Linked DNA regions of Mus musculus: all the other regions are linked to region 1. The links are chromatin contacts, called in public capture Hi-C and promoter capture Hi-C maps. All regions are on one chromosome and are shown on one strand. The core of a region is the stretch at or near the end of the contact, and the rest is flanking DNA. Distances in the headings are between cores, read along the strand shown. Region 1 holds the start of Slc2a12 (solute carrier family 2 (facilitated glucose transporter), member 12). Region 2 has its middle 35 kb from the start of Gm47843. Region 3 holds the start of 4930444G20Rik (RIKEN cDNA 4930444G20 gene).

Region 1 (3,706 bases), core at 634-3,133:
TCTTCTTGACTTCTGATTTATACCTACAGAGTCTTTGAATAGTTACAGATAGCTGAACAAGGGTTGCTGAACCACTTACAATCTTAATAAAGTGTTCTAGAAGTGGGTTTGTCCTGTGCCTATACAATTGCCCCAGCAAACAATCCAATACTTCCTGCTAACAGGAAGCAGGGGTGTGGTAGCTGTCATAAAACAAAGCATTTGTACAAGTCACCCCACAGCAAGAACTTTTGTTCCACCCCACACTAAGTTCATTACAGGTTCCTGGCATGGGAATGTGATGAAACGATAAATATGTGTTTTTATATTCACAAATAAGCCCTGCAAACCCTGTAATGCACATGGGGACAAGCAAAAGCAGTTTCTTCAGCCATTTTGCATTATGAGTTCTTTCGTCTTGATACATTGATCTTCTCTAAGCTTCTACGAGTAATGAGACATGAGTGGGGTCTGTGGGGGATTCTTCCTAGAATGACCGGCACAAACATCAGGTGTGTAGCCAATGCTCGTTGCATACTAAATAAATTATAGTTGAATCTGTTTCCATGTCTTTCCTAAAGCATAATACAGCAATGCCTAGGGAAGAGGTGTTCAAATGATGCTAATGAAAAACCTAGTGATGACGCAAAGTGTGTGCAAAATAAGTAAACACAGGTCACTGCTTAGACAAGTGCAGACCTGCTTTCCCTCACAGAGGAATGGCTAGTATGAGAATCTGTGTTTCCTGGCATCTCTTAAGGTTGAGGAGAACTAAAGAGTGTTGGACAGGGCTGGAATGTTAGAACTCCGGAGAATTACCGTCCACCCCTGACCAGCTCTGAAGAGTTCGAGAGCACTGGGTGTATTTGTTTGTTTGGTGCAGCTCTGGCACTCTGAATCCAGGACCTTGTGTGTAGTAGGCTCTACCACTGAGCCACAGCCTGCTCTACAAAGCTTAGGCAAGCTACTTTAGCTCCCATTTTCTCTAACGCGCTTTATTTGGGAAAAGAATCGCTCGAGGTCACACAACCAGCATTGATTTCTGTCTTATAAAGTACTTCATACGTTTAAGTTTTTACCCCAGTGGTTTCTAAGGTGATGTCACAGTTTTCTCAGTGGATATGATTTGCTAAGGACAGAACGGATGGTAAAATATGTCAGTCTGTCTGATTGTTTATGTAAGTACACATTCATAGACCAGTAAAACACCCCTCCCTCTGGTGCCCTGATTTGTTTCATGTTACAACAGCTCCAGTCATCTCTGAATACCGAGTGTCCTCCCGCCAGCCAAGCCAGCGAGCAACCTGACAGAAGATCCTCTGTTTGCCTCGCTTTCAGGTCAACTGTGCATTTTTAAAAGGACTATCTTGCTATAAACTCAGGCTAGAAAGTGTCTAAAGAATCCATGCGACTGGAGTTGGGAGCAGGCCTTGATCCGTACCACGGGCCTAGAGAGAAAGCTATGCTAGGCATTTACCTAGACCCAAATCCCGTTGAAACAAACAACTTTTACGCTTTGTTTAAGCTGGTGAGTGTTGTGGCTTTTAGGGCAATAGGCTTGCCCACAAAAGAAATATTAATACTTTTCCTTCTGGTATGTCTTTACATAAAATGTTCCTCTTCGGCGAGATTAACTGATACCATCTGTGAGTATTTGTTCCCTACTCTTGGCTTGCAGACTTGCATTTAAATCTGCATGCTTCTTTTTCTAAGCTGCTTTTCAAATTGCGGGAACACAAGAGCTAGCCCTAGCCGGTGGCCAAACACTGCCTTTGAGTCCCAAGTCTTTTTAACCTCTTGCTTCCAACTCGCATCTAAAGGCAAAACAATCCTGGAGACACGGCCCTCCCCTTGCCTGTGATAGGCTGCTTGGAATAGCAACAGCCTGTGTCACCGAAAAGGGCAAAGCCTTCGGAAATAGAAACAAAGTTGGTTACAAATCACACTGGCTTTGCCCGAAGGTCGCCCCCCCACTCAAACCCCTCCCACTCTTCTTTAGCATGCTGCCCATGGGGACAGTGACCACTGCTGTCAGCGCGGTAGGTCTGGGTGGTCCGGTGGCGAGCGAGAAGCTGTAAGTACTACCGTGACCATGGTACCTGTTGAAAACACAGAGGGCCCCAATCTGCTGAACCAGAAGGGGAGAGAGGCGGAGACCGAAGGCAGCTGTGGAGCCAGCGGCGGAGGGCATCCTGCCTGCGCGGGAGGTAACGTGAGACGGCCGGGCTGGCTCGGGTGACCGCTAGAGGGGACAGTCGTCCCCACGAGCCCCTTCGGACTGTGCGTGTGCGTGGGAGTGCGTGTGCGCGCGCAGCCCGGGAGCGTGTCGTATGTGTGGAAACGGGAATGCAGGGTTCAGTGCGACGCGGAGTGACCCAGAGCCCTACATGCGGGGACCGAAGTCTCCTTGGGACTTTATGTATTGAAACAGGAGCTACTGCAACGATGGGCTACATCAATTTGCTTTACGTAACGCAATGTACACATTCCTCTCTCTTGGAAAGGTGGATCAGAGCCTCAGTTGTGAGCACACACCTTTTTTGCTTATTGTCGCAAACAAACGGTGTGGAACAAGTGGACATTATGAGTTATTCCGTGCCCCTAAACTGCACCCCTGTTTGTCCCTGCTTTCTTGGAAACTTGCCTTTCAAAATGAGATTCGTTGAATACTTTAACTTACCAAAGAGAACTTTAGTAGTTTTTATGGTGTTATCTGTGCTTCACCGAGATGCTTGTCTCGGTGGATTTACAATCCTCCACCTTTTTGTTTGTCCGCTTGTTTGTTTGTTTCTTGGTGCCTCTTTCTATTCATCTCTTTTTCAAGGGACTATATACTAATTGTGGTATGACAAACCCAATACAAATGACCCTCTTCTTCCTCTGCTTAATACTTTCTCATCAGCGCCACATGCTTCAATCATACATTCCATTCCCAAGTGGAATGTTACAAATAGTCGCCAATGCTCAGCGACACAGAAGTTACTCACAGCCTTCCACCTGGGAATGGGTCTACCCAAGGATGTTTATGATTTGGGAACGGAATCCACTAAGCCTCACGCGGAAGTGAAGTGGTCCCACCCCAGAAATGCCTTGCTCCAGGCTTAGGGCCTTAGCCTGATTTTCCTTCCCTCATCTAATGGAGGATGGACACCTGGGGCCATCTTTGACCTCTCTCTTTCCCCAAAGCCTTTCGGGCTGACTTTAAATTCTGTTAAGAGCAGGCAAGAGTAGTCAGATTGAAGTTGGAAAGGCCTTATCTTCACATGCCTGAGAAAATGAGCTGCAGAAGACAGCAGAGCATTGAGGTGGTGCTGGCAAACAAAGGGTTAATTAAATGGTGCCTCTGTGTCACAGTGTCACCGAGACCAAGAAGAGTAACTGCCCAGCATGGCTTTTGCAACAACCATAAAGAGTTGACTAATTTTTACCACCTACCTGTAATGTCAGTATATAGGAGGAGGAGGCAGAAGGATTTAGGCCAACCAGGTGGACATAGTGAGCCCATCTCCTCACATGCACACACGCACATGCACACCTTTAAGGTAGCTTTGAAAGCACAGTGTACCTTCATATCTTCTATTGTACACACTTACAATTATCTTCTTGGAAGGTAATGTGTAAACATGCTCATCCATCGTGAATATTTATGCAGAAGGTAATGTGAAAGGGCCACTGCTTATCACTGCAGAAAGTGAATACCTCAAATACTTTATCAGATTTAATCCCA
Region 2 (3,706 bases), core at 436-2,935, 960 kb after region 1:
CAGAAATCAAGATGTCGGCTCTGCTCCCACCCCATGTGGTATCCACATCCTCCACCGACCTGTAAATTCAAGCCTTGCTTGTCTCCCTGAGTTTGTCTCCCTGAGATCCTTGTTTCCTCCCTGGGTTCCAGCTGAGGGGCCTCTTAGAGGACCCTCGGGTTCACAGGCTCTCACAACATGGCTGTTTTGACAATACCCAGAGAAATTCTATGACTTCAGGGAAGTCTTCTTGCTGGAGAGTTCAAGTAATTTGAATAATCTCCTTTTTTATTAACTCAGTCAACTAATCAAGGAGGGGGTTGAACCACATCTTCAGTAGCATTCATTCATCCTTAAGAATACAGCATAACATCCCACCATCGTTAGAGCCCTCACTCACACTCAATGGGAAAGAATGCAGTGTATATGTATTCTAGGGGTAGGAATCCAGGGAGCCATCTTGGAGACTACTGTAAAGACACTGGCAACAAATTATCCAAAATTTCTATATATAAATGTGCTCTTATGTATATGTGTACACCACACACACACACGCATATCTATAAATATCTGTAGATATGCATGTGTGTACAGTGTACAAGTCTATCAAGACCACACATGCTCCAACAAAGTCACAAGTCCTAAGCAGTCCCCTGAGCAGTTTACCAATTAGAGACTTTGCTCAATAACATGAGCATGTGAGGGCCATTCTCATCCAAGCCACCATATTACATAACTGTTATAAAGTTTAATTTATAATTCTGGCACAGATACTAATACCAATTAATAATAAATAGAATGCTCTAACAATATGCTGGAGTGAAACCTATCAAAACGTTTAAATCATTTATTTCTTGAAGTTTTCACTTAATATTTTCAGATTCTGATTGATAGTGATTAACAGTACTGGGAGCAAGAGGTAACACACATGTTATACATGTTTTCCATCCTCACACACATATACAGACACCCAGTTTTGGTGGCGAACTCCAAAACTTCTAAAAAAAAAAAAAATGCACACACATAGAGCTCTTACTACTCATTTGTCAAGGCTATTCATTCAGTGGTGGATTCACGGGCTGCTTGTCTTCCTGTTCAAAGAAGTAAATCCCACAGACTGCCCTCTGGATGGAGACTGGAACCCAGATAGGCTTTTCAGAGAAGGAATTTCTCCCTTGCCTGGGAACTACAAAGTGAATTTGAAACTATGGGCAACACCACGGCAGTCACATGGATAAGATTTTTAAAAGAGAGAGAGAGGGAGAGATGAAGATCTGAACTATTCGGTGCCGTTCAACTGTTTTCTACATACCAGATCAGCAGACTATTTCTGATGTCCGTACCCACCCATTCTCAGCAGGAGATAGGACAGAATATGCTCTGTACATGACCCATGTGAGCCCCAGATCAAGAGGACAGTATTTGCATAAACAGAATCCTAGAGACCATGTCATCACTATCTCTCTCTTCCTCCTCCTCCCCTCTCTGCCCTCCAAGCCAGTCAGATCAAGTTTCCCGGGCTACCTTCCATGAACATCAAGGAATGCAGTAGAGACGAATGTTACATCGACACCCACGGTGCCACGGCAAGGGAAAACTGTTTGTACACTCTTTTCATTTCTCGGTATGGACAAGCATCTGAAGACTTTGCACCTGTTCTCGTTAGCCCTGGCAAATGCAGCGTGCATTTATATTAATAGAACGATGTTTTCATAACAGAATGGGTGCGCAGTAATCCTGGCGCACACACTGGATGCTCTCATGAGCGCGGGCGAGGGTGGGGGTGGGGGAGGGGTGACTCTTACATAAAGTCCCATGGCAATAATACAAGACCCGGACTCCCAAGCTGCATCCCCAGAACAGTTAGGAGAGGATTTTTTTTTCCTGGAATGACTAGGCTCCCGTCTTGGAAATCCAATTAGATACTTGATGAAGAGGGAAATGTGCTGTATGCAAACGGGTTTTTCATGGGTGTCTCAAAGCTGGGACCCCTTTGGGGCTCCATCTCCTGTTTCTCTAATTTGAGTCTTATCTCCCCAGAATGGAGTTGAGAACCAGTGAGGTCATCTTTGGCTCAATTCCTGAAAGTTTGTTTTGAGTCGCCAGTGTAAATATTGCCTGTCCAATCTGTACATTTGCACAAATTAACTGAAACCAGCTACCCAATTCCTTGTTCATATTTGTGTCTTTTGATTAAGCCTGACAGCTGTAACCTCATTAGCCCTCCTCTGGTCATGGCAAAACAGCTGTCAGAGTAGGGGGAAGTACATTCACTCAAGTGGTTCTCTAGACCAGGCACATTAAAATCGATAGGGGCTCTAAACGGTTCTGTTATGCTTCTAATTCTAATTTATGGTGTGTTGTGTCCTTTCGCCTAGATACATATCGGGAACCTAAAGTCAGCCAGTCATCTATGGAGAAGGCCAGGCTCTGTATCTTACAGGGAGAATATGGGTTTTACCTGAAGATATCAGATCTGCATTCTTTGGAATGGGGCTTTAGCATGTACTATATAACACAGACAATTTTAAAATATTAGCTCGCGATGTGTTTTTTGGCATGAGACGTTTTGTTAATTTTGACAGAAGGCCAACAGAGTCATAACTATGGAAGTAAGAAAGCCCCTGCAGCTGGTGCTCATGGGAGCTGGAGATAAAAAGCGAGCAGAGTTAGAAACACTCCGATGGGAATGTGGTTTTCTTCAACAGGACACAAAGCCCTTGGAGTGAGCCCTGTTAGGTTCTGCAGTAATCTTCATGAAGGAAGGAGGCAGAGAGAGTTCTCGATAGCTATTCTTTTAAACCCGGAGGCTCATGGGAGACTGTTTTCTATCCAGCAAGGTGTTGAAAAGGACAGTGAGGCTCGAACAGATGTCACGAGAGGCCTTCTCTCCCAGCTCTTTTACCGGGGTTGGGGGAAAGGGGAGCATGGCAAAGAGGAAAATACTCTGGCGAACAAAAAAGATCTGGAGACCTCAGCTCTGGTCCATATTCTACCACATCTCACCCAACTGACCACGATGAAGTCCACTTGGTTCACGAGGACCAAGTCCTCCCTGGTTCTGCATCTGTAGACTCATTTGGAAAAGCGGGAGACTTGCTAGCTTTTGGCAGTGCTCCTATTTATCTGCAGCGATCAATGACTTCTTGTAGCATCCAAGTACTACACACAGATATTCCACGATGGTGCAAGGTGAGTTTATGCACTAACGGTCTAGCTTGGGGGCAATTCTTTTTCTACTCTTTCTTAGGGCCCATTAGCTGAAAATGTAAACAGGTGCTGTCCTTTGGCACCCCCTGGTGGTGCCAATAGCTTTTACATCTGTCTGGGGTGCAGGTCGCTATTTACATAATCGCGAAAAATCCTGCAGGGACTTCTTCATGTTGTCTTATAGCTTCCAAGCCACTGCATCTTAGAGGCCGAGGTGAATGTGGCCATTATACAGGGAAGTTGTATCATCGGGGTCAACATCCCATCATGGGCATCAACGTTATAAAGCAGAACACACAAAGTTGAAGAATTTACCCAGTAGCCGACTGCTACTTTCAGCACTGTGAGAAAATATAGGAAATATTGAAATATTAGTGCAAGGCAAATGCTTCCTTTGTAAGTGAGTGACTTTAGAATTTCCAGAAATATTAAATAACACACGCTGGCATGTGTTTTTCCTAAAAACAGGTAGTAGTAATGAAACAATATTAAATTTAAATTTTTCCTGAGGTTTTTT
Region 3 (3,706 bases), core at 794-3,293, 580 kb before region 1:
AACAAAAACCAAAACACAATAAAAAAACTACCAACAACCAAAAACAGAAATGAAACCAAAAAGAACAAAAAACAAAACCCAAAACCCAAACAAAAACAACAAACAAAATAAAAAACAGAAACAAAAAAACATAAAAGAAAAATACAAAAAAAAATCCAAACAATCAAAAATCAAAGACACAATCTCAAAACAAACAACAACAACAACAAAACACAAATAGAAAACAAAACCAAACCAAAAACCACAAAAGAAACAAACAGAAAGAACAATTGATTGACTAAATCCATCATTGAAACAGGATTTCTAAAACACGTGGTCTCCTTTTGGTTTGTCAGCAGCAGTTTCTAAGCTTGCAATAGTTGCACGCATCCTAGAGATGGCATTAGGGCATCAGTCCCACATCCCACGTTAGGACTCTATTGAAGAGAGTGGGCTTCATCTATTCAGGCAGCTCAGTACCTGTTTTAAGTCTCTTCAACTCACCCTACCTGAGGTATATTAGAAACAGCGATGGAAAAGTACAGGGATGGGGACCATAGCAACCAGGTGGATGTTGTTACAGTAATTGACTGTGCAGGATTTCCCAGACCATCCTCTTCCTGAAGGTGGGCATGTGTTGCTGAGAAAAGGTCACAGGCTGGTCCCTAGCGATGTAATCTGCATATTTACAGGTAAACATTCCACAGTCACTCCCATTCAGTTGCAGAGGAATCTCCTCTGATGTCACACTGTACTGCTTCCACTCCAAAGGGTCCAGCTCAACGTTCCTGCGTGTCTTGCTCTCATTTTGTAAATATTGGAAGATGGTCTCACAGATAGACTTCCCTGTCTGCCCCATGGAATCGAGGTATACAATACTTCGTTTTCTTAAATCGATTACCACCAGGCTCCAGTGTACCCTCTGGTGAATAGGCACCAAGATGAGTTCTTTTTCAAAGAGATTGATGCCTCGAGTCCATCTTTTCACGGAACTGTAACCGCCATGCTTTAGCTTGGGGTAAAAGAAAGTGCTAAAGACATGCAGAGCCGGGTAGCCTTGGTTTTCATTTCTCTCAACCAGAAGGTTCATGTAGAAATTGATGACCTCATCATTGAGCCACTGACCGTTCTCCAGCGTCTGGATGTCTCCTCTGCTGATTTGCAACTTGAATCTGGAACTTAGGATTTCCTCTTGGGGTCCTGGACCCAATGCATTCTCAATTTCCTTCTCCATGTCCTCTGTAATATCAAGGATTTGATCCATTTCTCTGCCTTTTCCTCGGTCTGTAATAGGCTTTTTCTCTGCCGCAAGGACTGCCACCTTATTGGGGAATAAGCTATTGCCTTTGCCACTATCCAGGATGATCTGAGCCTGTGTTCCTGGTAAATCAGGCTCCAAGCTGTTCCCCCTTCTTCCTTCACCCTTTATACAATCTTTCTTCTCTGTAACACATTTCTCCTCAGAACAGCACTTCTCTCTCTCCTCTGGTGAAAGACATTCTTTTAGAGCAACAACAGTAGATGGTTCTCGATCGCTCTGAGTTCTTTCTGATCCACGACTGTCTTCTGACTCGCCCCCTTTGATCTTCCAGGTGTTTGTAAGGAACGGGTGAGGCCTGTGTGGGTCTGAACTCACATCTTGGTCGCACTGAAGGTGTTGAAGCAACCTTCCGTATTTTTCCTTTTGGGGGCTTTGTTCGTTTTCTTCCATGACGGAATAGGGCCGCTTGTGACCCTTGCCACCATCAGCAGGCTTCCTCCCAGTTACAACCTGCTCTGGAGATCCTTCGGTCAACTCTAGGGGTTCTAGTTGTTTTGGAGTCTTTCCCTGGGGTTTCCGTACCTGACCCTTGCTAGGATGTTCTCTCGGGAGCTCTTGATCTCGAGGCTCCTTGCCAGGCTCTTTAAATACCATCCCTGTTCCATCCTGGCATTTCCTTTTTGGTTCTTGTCCCAAAGGTTCAGACTCTATCTCTGTCACACTTTCATCGTGGTATTTTCTTTTTTGCCCTATTCCTGAAGCTTCAGGCTTCATCTCCAACCCAGGCTGTTTAGGTTGCCACATGGACAACTGCTTGGACTGCTTTTTAGAGGGTGTTCACTCCGGTATAGTACCAAGCGAAAGCAACCTTATACCTGGCTCTGGGTGGATACTCTTGGGTTGTTCACCCTGATGTCCGAAGAATCACTTCTTCCAGTAGATGGTTGGTCCAAGGTCGCAAACCTATGAGGCTCCTTTATAAACAGTTGACTTTGCAGGTCAGGGTCAGTCAAAGGATGGAGATAATTAAGCTGTCAATATCAGAGACCTATTGGTGAATAGTCAGAGGTCGGCAGTTCACCAGGGGTCCGCTCTGGAAAAGTCAGAGGAGTTCTGAGAATGCTTCCTCGGAAGTATCCTTCTTGGGTGCTGTAACCAGCTAAATATAGAAAACTTCCAAGTCAGACTAATCGTCCTAGTTAATCACTAGTGAGACAGCAGGCCTAAATCCAGCAGCCCACACTTCGGAGGCAACCTCACCAATGATGTTTAACTCACGGGGTTGCCCCTAGACACAGCCTTCAAGGTTCCATAGCTGGGTGTGATGTCACCTGAAAGAACAGTAAGCAAAGGTTTTGGAGGGTGGAAGCCCTCCCCAACCCCAACGTGGTCCAGGGTTTCAAAGCACTCCCTTGCCCGAGTGGGAAATGTGAATGTATTGATACATATCTCAGTTCTTCGGCAGAGTACAGGGTCACCTAAGTCCTCCCAGCATAGTCATAGTACTAGTCAGCTGGTCCTGACTAGTACATTTGTCTTTTAAAAAACTGTCCCATTAAGGTCAATTATAGAAATTTAAGTGCCCTTCTAAGTATCTTCTCACACAAAATATGCTTGCTAATTACAAAGAATAAATAGAATTTTACAGTCATAAAACGTAGTAGGTAGTATTTATTGTGTGACAAAACGTGTTTCTCCTCTGCATAAGCAATCCAGGACAGACCAAAGTGCCCATACCACCATCATACTTGATGAACCGATAAGTTTTATTGGGGTTACATATAGGAATATGGGTGAGGGGTTACTTACAGTAGCAGAAAAGACTCAAAAACAGCTGCATCGCCAAACCCTACCCAGCATGGGTGACAGCTCACAAAAGCTGGGAACTTGGAGAAACTGCACAACCTATAGACGACTCAAAGGACTGGAGAATGTCCTTTTCAGGTGGCTCAGTTGGTCTAAACTTCTTCCAGACAGCTGGTATGAGGGTGGCTCTTTTGAGAGTCTTCTTGGCAGTTCAGCTTCCTTTCATCTGAGAGGGACTCTCAGCTTTTATTGCTCTCTGGCAGAGAAGGAGCCTAATGAATTTGATCAGTTTCAGGGACCATCTTTAGATCTTTTGAGTTGCCTTCCTGCCTGATGAGCTTCCTTTCATAGCGAACGAAGGGTGGTATGGTTCAGTGTTTCAATATTGGAGGAAACTTGAGAAACTGGGACCAATTCACCAAGGATCAATCCCAAAGAGAATAAATAAAATCTCTCCATTGTCCATAGTATCCATTGAGAAAGATACATCACTACTTCAGTTACAATCCTAGCAATAACACAATCCCTGACATCCTCCCTAGAAAACAGTAGGCAGAATTCAATTGTAGCTGTAGTTACAGAGGTGTGTATTTTCTATGGGTCCTGGAATCTGAACTCCAGCCACCATTATTAAACAGTAAGTACTTTACCCTCTGGTCC

What was found. Promoter capture Hi-C pulls out the DNA fragments that hold promoters and counts their contacts. Capture Hi-C pulls out chosen DNA fragments and counts their contacts.
Region 2: a promoter capture Hi-C map of hippocampal neurons shows a contact between it and region 1, with 4 times the contacts expected there. The contact joins the enhancer-like site here to the promoter of Slc2a12 in region 1. A contact is called at or near these places in 6 of 39 promoter capture datasets (embryonic stem cells, hippocampal neurons, liver and 2 more) and 1 of 9 other capture datasets (macrophages).
Region 3: a capture Hi-C map of macrophages shows a contact between it and region 1, with 4 times the contacts expected there. The contact joins the promoter of 4930444G20Rik here to the promoter of Slc2a12 in region 1. A contact is called at or near these places in 3 of 39 promoter capture datasets (cranial neural crest, embryonic stem cells and pre-B cells) and 1 of 9 other capture datasets (macrophages).

What each region holds. Positions count from the first base shown.
Region 1 is chr10:22,643,128-22,646,833 of GRCm38.p6, forward strand. It overlaps Slc2a12 (solute carrier family 2 (facilitated glucose transporter), member 12), which reads left to right and starts at 1,884. Exons shown (of 5, transcript NM_178934.4): 1 at 1,884-2,186. The coding sequence starts at 2,072.
Region 2 is chr10:23,608,101-23,611,806 of GRCm38.p6, forward strand. No RefSeq gene overlaps it. Among named protein-coding and RNA genes, the nearest start is that of Gm47843, 35 kb to the left of the region's middle. Within about 2 kb of position 1,686, at least 18 of the 459 cell types and tissues checked have an H3K27ac peak or open chromatin away from gene starts, as enhancers often do. A contact at or near this core is called in hippocampal neurons, where this site is marked.
Region 3 is chr10:22,066,036-22,069,741 of GRCm38.p6, forward strand. 4930444G20Rik (RIKEN cDNA 4930444G20 gene) reads right to left here and starts at 2,044. Exons shown (of 1, transcript NM_053264.2): 1 at 274-2,044. The coding sequence starts at 2,044. The coding sequence ends at 557.